Regions from separate parts of the Danio rerio genome. Here region 1 is linked to region 2. Evidence: chromatin contacts called from public Hi-C data. All regions are on one chromosome and are shown on one strand. Each heading gives the region's core, a stretch centred on a gene start, on an enhancer-like site or on the middle of the called end of the contact. The rest is flanking DNA. Distances are from core to core; before and after follow the strand shown. Region 1 holds the start of ndufb3 (NADH:ubiquinone oxidoreductase subunit B3). Region 2 holds the start of bzw1b (basic leucine zipper and W2 domains 1b).

Region 1 (4,328 bases), core at 305-2,804, 310 kb before region 2:
CGAGTTTGGACACCCCTGGTTCAAAGCATATTTTTTCTCTCCATTTAGTCCTTCCGTCCACACTGAGACTCGAGTTTAGGAAACTAAAATGCATCTTTTTGAAAACACTGTCCAAAGAGGATAAATGTGGAAATAGAGGCTTTGGAAAATGATGATCATTTTAGTCATGTGACCAATCTAGCTAACATGCTGGAGGACACTGTTGCATTAAAATGCATTAACGAGCAGTGGGACAGGTGTACCTAATAAAGTGGCCGGTGAGTGTATACATGTTTACTTTGCACACTTTAATCCTCATTTAATATTATGAATGTCAAATCTCATCTATTTGATTTAACTGCTTGGCCTAATCCAGGGGTGTCTGTCTCAGTCCTGGAGGGCTGCTGTCCTACATAGTTCTTCCTTCACACACCTCCCTGCAAGTGTCTAGTATACCTGATAAGAGCTTGATTAGATAGTTCAGGTGTGTTTAATTGGAGTTAGAACTAAAATATGCAGGACACCGGCCCTCAAGAACCAAGTCTGGACATATCTGGCCTGAACTATATTCATTCTGTGATGTGCACATGTGCGGTCATCGTTACCGTCAGCGTCTGGTGCAGATCCTGCTTGGTCTCTTTACACTGCTGCATCACGTACTCCACCCCTAAGAAGATGTCCCCTAGGTTGTACTCATCCCTCTGTAGGGCACACGGCACTTTTCCCGGCCTCAGGTCCTTCACAATGACACAAACACAAGTCATTACTGTGCTCCGGTTAGTAATGGATTATAGGGATGACCAATATAGACACTACATTCACAAAATATATCACAAGATTGCTATGGTTGTTACCATAGCAACTGTAGAATCACCACAGCAGATTAATTGCAACAGTTGTCATGTTACTGTAGCAACAGTAGAATCACCACAGGATTACTATTGTTGTTACCATGGCAACTGTAGAATGACCACGAGATCAATTACTATAGTTGTTGTGTTGCCATAGCAACTGTAGAATCACCACAACAGATTAATTACAATAGTTGTTACCATAGCAACTGTAGAATCCCCACAGCAGATTAATCACTATAGTTGTTGTTACCGTAGCAACTGTAGAATCACCACAACATATTAATTACTATTGTTGTTACCATAGCAACTGTAGAATCACCACAACAGATTAATCGCTATAGTTGTTGTTACCATAGCGACTGTAGAATCACCATAACAGATCAATTACAATAGTTGTTACCATAGCAACAGTAGAATCACCACAGCAGATTAATCACTATAGTTGTTACCATAGCAACAGTAGAATCACCACAGCAGATTAATCACTATAGTTGTTACCATAGCAACAGTAGAATCACCACAGCAGATTAATCACTATAGTTGTTGTTACCGTAGCAACTGTAGAATCACCACAACATATTAATTACTATAGTTGTTACCATAGCAACTGTAGAATCACCACAACAGATTAATCGCTATAGTTGTTGTTATCACAGCAACTGTAGAATCACCACAGTAAATTAATCACTATAGTTGTTACCATAGCGACTGTAGAATCACCACAACAGATCAATTCCTCTAATGTATAAGCACTACAGTATCGTTTATTTTATATTATGTTTAAGTGTAACCACTGAGGCTGTTCTTGCTCCAGTCTGACAGCCGCGGTGTGTACCTCATAGAAGGGGAAGGACAGCACGTCTGTGGGCTGATTCCTCCGCCGGTAAGTGTGGTTGATGCGCTGGATCTTGCGGTTGTCCACGCAGATGATGCCCATGTCGAACTTCTGCACGCCGAAGATGTGTCTGAGGATCTCCACATCCCTGCGGAGCCGCGCGCGCCTCACCGGAACCACATTCTGTAGATTCCGAACAATAACACCCATCACTGACCGCACCACCGGCGGGGGGAAGGCTGACCAACACACCGGCAACACCGTCGAAACATCTAACGTTACAGGGGACACGCGGGGAAACAGCGGTCATTTCCAACACACTCACATGATCTTCACTTTCACCCTGTTCATTGATTCGGAAAGTGATTCTGCGCATGCGCTTGAGCAAGTGAACTTAAAGGGATACACCCGCGGCCGGAAGTTAACGAGAATTGCTTGAATTGTTTCTTAAATTGTATTTTATTAACTGCAACTCAACCGTCACACTAATGTAAAAACTAATTATACCGAGTATTGTTCATATTATTTGTTACATTACTCATTTAATTAACGTCCTACACCTAACCTCAAACACAACCCGCAAAGTAATGTAAAAAGTAATTATACAGAATATTATTCAATAAATGACCCATTATATAACATTTTATAAATTTCTAACCATAAACACAACCCTCACATTAATTTAAATATATAAATGATTGTTGTACAGTGTCACAAAATTATGCTGTGAGTATCCGCAGCTGTATCTCTTCTAGACTACACGTCGGGAAACTGTCAAAATAAAAGTCTACTAGTTTTGTTATTTATTTTATTTTAGGTTTGTTTGACAACTGACAGATACATTGCACGTAATATACGTAAAATAATAGAGAAATATACAAGTTATGTGTCAGAATTAGTCAGATTGATATTTTGCATCTGCAGTCCCTGGACTGATGGTAAAATAATCACCCTAAAAATATAATTAATATGCTTCAAATGCGAATTTGCACCATTCCTAAAAAATGAACAGTTCACAAATTTAATTATACGCTACCTAAAACTAGAATCTCACTCAAACATACACACCTGTGAGGGGAAAATGACAAATAAATCACCAATAATAAAACTAATAGATTAATAAAACCGTTGGACAGTTAATTACCTTAATAGACATTTTACAGTTATTTGTTGAAACACTTTTGATCATCTTTTTTTATTGTTATTATTTCGTATTTATTTCGATTAGATCGTGACGTTGACAGGAAGTTGAACGTAGGAGCTTCCGACAGCGCTTGTGGATTCCTGCTGGAGGTCACTTTGCTTTAAAAGGTAATTCATGCCGACATTCAGCGCACAAACAAACATCTTTTGCTGCTGTTTTAATATTTACACTCTGATGGCGTATTAATGTGGTCGTGAGAGCAGCTATGCTAGTGATTAGCTCGTGTGTTTATGTCTGCGCGACTGAAGCGCTGGTCAGTCGCTTGTCCACTGCTCACATTATGAGTTTAGCCGCTGTACACATCTCTGCTGTACATTTTAGCCTGCTGATGTGTTTTTGGACGTGTTTTTGTGTAATGTGACTCGCTCGTTGATTAGTCCCGACATTCATTAGACATTCGCTTTCAAACCAATTCAATTCTTTGCTCCTGTTATAGTTTCAGCTGTGTCAGACATAAATATGTGCCCTTTATGCTGCACAGGGCTTCATTTCTAGATTTAAAATGAATGAGTCATACGAATTATACTATAAAACCAGGACCATAATGCTGAAAAAAAACATCCTGCTTATTGCACAACACTCATAATAATTCAAAAATAACTTTTAATGTAAAAGTCGATTAAACTCTGACACCATTTGTGATAAAATATTCAAATCAGCTCTAAACATGTCTAAATATGTTTAGATGGCGAGATGTCATCATTACTAACCGGCAAAAGTGCACTTCATGTTGAATATGAAATATAACTGTTTATCTGTTACGTTTTCTGTTACACTGACAAATAACCATCTGATCATTTTATCATATTTTAATATTATAATCTGTTGTGTTTTAGGCCTGTTGTTTTGTTCATTTCTGCACTGACAGCTTAACAGAAAGATCAACACTGATCTGCTTCATGATCTCATGCAGTCTCAGTTCATCTGTTATTGCTCTCTATAATTTAAGCCTATAATGCACAATTCTAGCTAAAGTGCACACGACTTATTTTATATATGAGCAATATCACACGAGTAGCAGTGCGATATGGCTCAGATTCGAGAACCAGACAGAACTGTTGTGTATGTATATGTATATATATATATATATATATATATATATATACACATCATAATAATATAATATATCATCATATCATAATTTTTTAATTTTAAATAAAAGTTATGCTGACTGAAAAGGTAAATGGTCTTTGTACACAATTATGTTTGGCTTAGGTTTTGAGCTTTTACTGCAAACGTCACATCCGTCAGAATTGCTCAGGTGTTTCTGCTAAAGCAGGGCGTCTCAACTGGTTTGGCCATCGACCCACATTTGGCCATGGTCATCAAGCCGCAACCCAAATGTTTAGGAACCATAATACAATTTATGGAATTATAAATAATTTGTATTTATTTGTGAACATACACAAGTAGTGACAGATAAATCTTAAGAAAATCACCAAGACCTACAAATAAA
Region 2 (4,096 bases), core at 1,287-3,786:
CTTAGACTAGTCCACCCATTGAGAATAAGACTACATTTAGCACAGTGTGGCATGTGTCGGCCGTACCTTCTTTCACCAGGTTGTCATTGAAGAGGCTGCTGAGGATGGCTGCAGACAGACTCCCGTTGCCCAGTAAAACACCCGTCAGCATGGCCAGCTTGTTTCGCTCAGACTCGCTGAACCCTTTTAAAAACAGGAGCAACTGCAGAGAGGAGAGCATGCTTCACATTACAAACTTATTTTCAACATGTCACACAATCAAATTAAATTATTAATATAAATATTACCTTCTTAATCTCCTCTTCAAATCCCTTCTCCAGGTATTTGTAACGCCTGATTAACTTGTTAAAAACCTGGTGAAAAAAAAAAAAAACACATTTGACGAATATTAACAACAGATCTCACGGTGTTATAAGATTTTGAAATACTGCGTCTCACACATTTAAAATTGCATGTACATGCCATCACAATTGCTCAAATCACAAACTCCTAGTAGACTCCAAATAAATCACAAGGCACAAATGCAGGATACCTGAGCATACGCCTTCATGGTCTTAATGTCTTCTTGTGCAGTGAACACACAGTACTTAGTCCGGGTCATGTCGTCGGATAAGGCACCTCCCGGAGCTGAAGAGCAGATGGGAAAACTTAGCTTAAACACGCCTCAAACTGCAGTCCTAAACCATTCCTTTGTGGACGGGAAGGCCTCAAATGTAAACAAATTAAATATTAAACTACTAAAAGGAAAAAAATAAATAAAATAAAATTGTTTAGACAGTTTAGACCAACCAAAACCTAAAATGGTGACATCTGGTGGCAAATAATGGCATAAAATATCCAAACAGCCCATCCAAAATATCCTTAAACTTCTAGATTAAGCGGGAAAAAGATTTTTCACAAAACCGTTCTTATGGAAGCTTGATGTAAACGCTAGACGGCTGGAAACTCCTGAAATCCTTCATTCCAGCACTTACCCAGCATTCCACCAGCCACCAGGATGTCGAACAGCGTTTCTGCATAGCGCCGATAATCAAGCTTGGCTCCAGAGGAATCGAGGAACTTGGCAACGGCCTCTAAATCAGTGCCAGTTTGGTTTAGTCCTTGTACAATGCTCTCTTGAAACTGTGAAGGGTCAAATCTCTCCTTTTCATCTGTTCAACAGGAAGAGGAAACAGAAAAATGAGGTCAACTTGGACTATTGCTCATGATTGCAGGTAAAAGAATTGGACTTTCATGCTGTAAAAGGACTGGATTTCAACAACAAGGGGGAAAATAGAGAAAAACCTGCAATTAAATGAAATACTTTAATTTGAACTACAAATTGATTTAAAATGACAACCAGTGACAAAAATAAAGTTTAACTGATAGTCGCCATTGTAGTTTTAAATAACTATTAATAATAATAATAATAATAATAATAAATAATCGAAATAAATCCAATTTCAGTCAGGGAAAAAAAAAATTAAATCACTCATACATATGCAGACCTACAACACAAATGGCATTTAATAGGTAAATTTATTTAAAATACACATTGTATTAAACACTAAAGTCTTATATATATATATATATATATATATATATATATATATATATATATATATATATATATATATATATATATATATATATATATATATATATATATATATGTGTGTGTTTTTTTTGCTTTAAATAGCTGGCAACTAGTCAATTTCATTTATTTAATAGATACACACACACTAATAATAATAATAATAATAATAATAATAATAATAATAATATATATATATATATATATATATATATATATATATATATATATATATATATATATATATACATACATATATATATATATATATATATATATATATATATAAACAAACAATTAAATCGATTAAAAAAATAAACAAAAACTAACTAGCATGGTTAAGACGTGTTACCAAAAAGCAAGGTGGAAATGTACGAATACAGGAGTTTAAAGAAAGAAAAACTTTAGAAATGCCAACATTAAGACTGAAAACCCAAACGAACCTCTCTTTCGGGTCTTGAACCGCTGGCCTGTAAGCGTCGGCTTCTGCTGCTTTTGATAACTCATAAAAAACGCCCTGGAGGAGGAAAACACTTCCGGTTAACAGGACACGCGGACAGAAGAGAAGCAGACGGAAAGTTAATTACTTTCACTTCCGGAAGAGAAAACGCGAGTCTCGAGACAAAGGCAACAACTTAACAATAACATGCCCTCAAAAATACCACAAAACTTTGAAAAAGTACTCGAACACGTTACCCTTCTGATTAAAGCTTCTACTGAATCACTAACGTTAAACTATATTGCTCTGAAATGGCGTATCAGTGTTTTTACCCCATCACACAGGCTACTTTAAATGAGTAAACTTAAAAAGAGGAAAATAGTTCAGCAGAGATAATCAAATAGGTACCATTTACATAAATCAAATAATAAACAACTACAATATATTAAACTACTTCAAAGAGGTACTTACCGAAATAGTAAAGTTAGATAACTGTTTGAGAGCCGTTAACAAGTAAACACACGACCGCAAAGAAGATCTGAACTGAGCCGAGCCGCTCGAGCTACTTAAAAAGGCTGGGCGAGTTCATTAGCTGAGGGGGGAACAGAGAGGATAAATGCCAGAACATGGACAAAATGGGGAAATATACATGTTTATCTTTTATCAGCTTTACTTATATGTCATTGTACATGTCATATGCATACTCAAACAAAGTAGTTATTTGTATTATGTTGGAAATACTTACCTTAAGTTTTACTCCTCCACCTTTTAAAACGCAGACATAAAAGTTTTTCTGGATTTCGCAATCATGAATCACACAGGCCCCCGTAAGAGAGACGTCACGTCAATAAAATGACTAATGTACCACTGATTCTTGTAAAGTGGGACAAAACGTGCTGAACTGTAGAAAACAGCAACACCACACTGATAGAGACCAGTAAAACCTTTCACAGCATAAATAAAGTCGAATGATCCACAAGCTGAAGGTCCCTTTGATGAAATGTGATGATCTTAAAACATCTTGTGTCTTCTAATGTCATGGTGGAATAAGACAAACATATCTAAGGTTGTCAAAACACGGCTTTATTGAATCAATGAAGGTTAAAGTATTAATCAAAATGTGTCATGTTTATTTCGCTGTGTCACTATATTAAACTTCAGGTGAACAATTAATCCATACAAGTTAATCCACTGTCCAATCCAGTACTAGTAAGATGTACCGAATAAAGTGGCCGGTTATTGTGTGTGTGTGTGTGTGTGTGTGTGTGTGTGTGTGTGTGTGTGTGTGTGTGTGTGTGTGTGTGTGTGTGTGTGTATCAGTGAATGTTTTGATCTTGAGTTTTAAGCAACTTTCTCTGAAACAAAAGTTTTAGTTTTTAGTTTTAGTAACAAATTTTTAAAAAGCGTATTTAAAGTAGAAAGCTAACATCAGGGTATCACTATATCAAGTACAAGATTTGTGTTCGGTTTATCACAATATAATATTCCTCATATATAATGTAACACCCCATATAATGAAAATACAGAAATATGTTGAGGAATTAGCTGGTCTTTAAAGTTATTGCTTAACTCATTTAGCGCTCTGTTAACACAACGAAGCACAATAGTAAATAATAAAAGCAAACACATTTTTTCATTCATTTTCTTTTCGGTTTAGTCCATTTAATAATCGGTGGCCTAATGGATTATGCACTGACCATCTAAGCCACGGGCTGTGAGTTCAAGTGCCACCTAAGGCAGACCTCAGCAGAGTGGCGCAGCGGGGGCATGCAGGGCCCGTATCCCAGAGGCCAATGGATCACAACCATCCTCTGCTGAAACATCTTCATTTACACATATAGAGCCGACTTGCAAGATATTTCGCTCAATAGGCAAAAGAATGTAAATGTCCAGGCTTTGAACAAGGACTCTCAGCTCCTCTTTCATAGATGACATTAGGTAAAATAAGAAGAAAGCAGCAGCTTTCACAACGCAACCAAGTAGGAACTGTCCCTATAAAGAAGCTATCTCAGCAGAGGATGGTATTGGTCCTTCAACCTCTGGGTTATGGGCCCTGCACACTTCCACTGCTCCACTCTGCTACA

The links. A called contact is a pair of places that touch in the nucleus more often than the background predicts.
Region 1: a contact with region 2 is called in a Hi-C map of hematopoietic stem cells, with 1.8 times the contacts expected there. The contact joins the promoter of ndufb3 here to the promoter of bzw1b in region 2. A contact is called at or near these places in 2 of 18 Hi-C or Micro-C datasets (hematopoietic stem cells and an unstated tissue) and 1 of 4 datasets of contacts at active chromatin or transcription factors (embryo).

What each region holds. Positions count from the first base shown.
Region 1 is chr9:689,101-693,428 of GRCz12tu, reverse strand. ndufb3 (NADH:ubiquinone oxidoreductase subunit B3) reads left to right here and starts at 1,554. Exons shown (of 4, transcript NM_001302470.1): 1 at 1,554-1,716; 2 at 2,897-2,979. ybey (ybeY metalloendoribonuclease) reads right to left here and starts at 2,040. Exons shown (of 4, transcript NM_212594.2): 1 at 1,669-2,040; 2 at 585-716. The coding sequence starts at 1,878.
Region 2 is chr9:381,626-385,721 of GRCz12tu, reverse strand. bzw1b (basic leucine zipper and W2 domains 1b) reads right to left here and starts at 2,536. Exons shown (of 12, transcript NM_213092.1): 1 at 2,482-2,536; 2 at 2,017-2,086; 3 at 975-1,151; 4 at 533-627; 5 at 288-353; 6 at 67-202. The coding sequence starts at 2,080.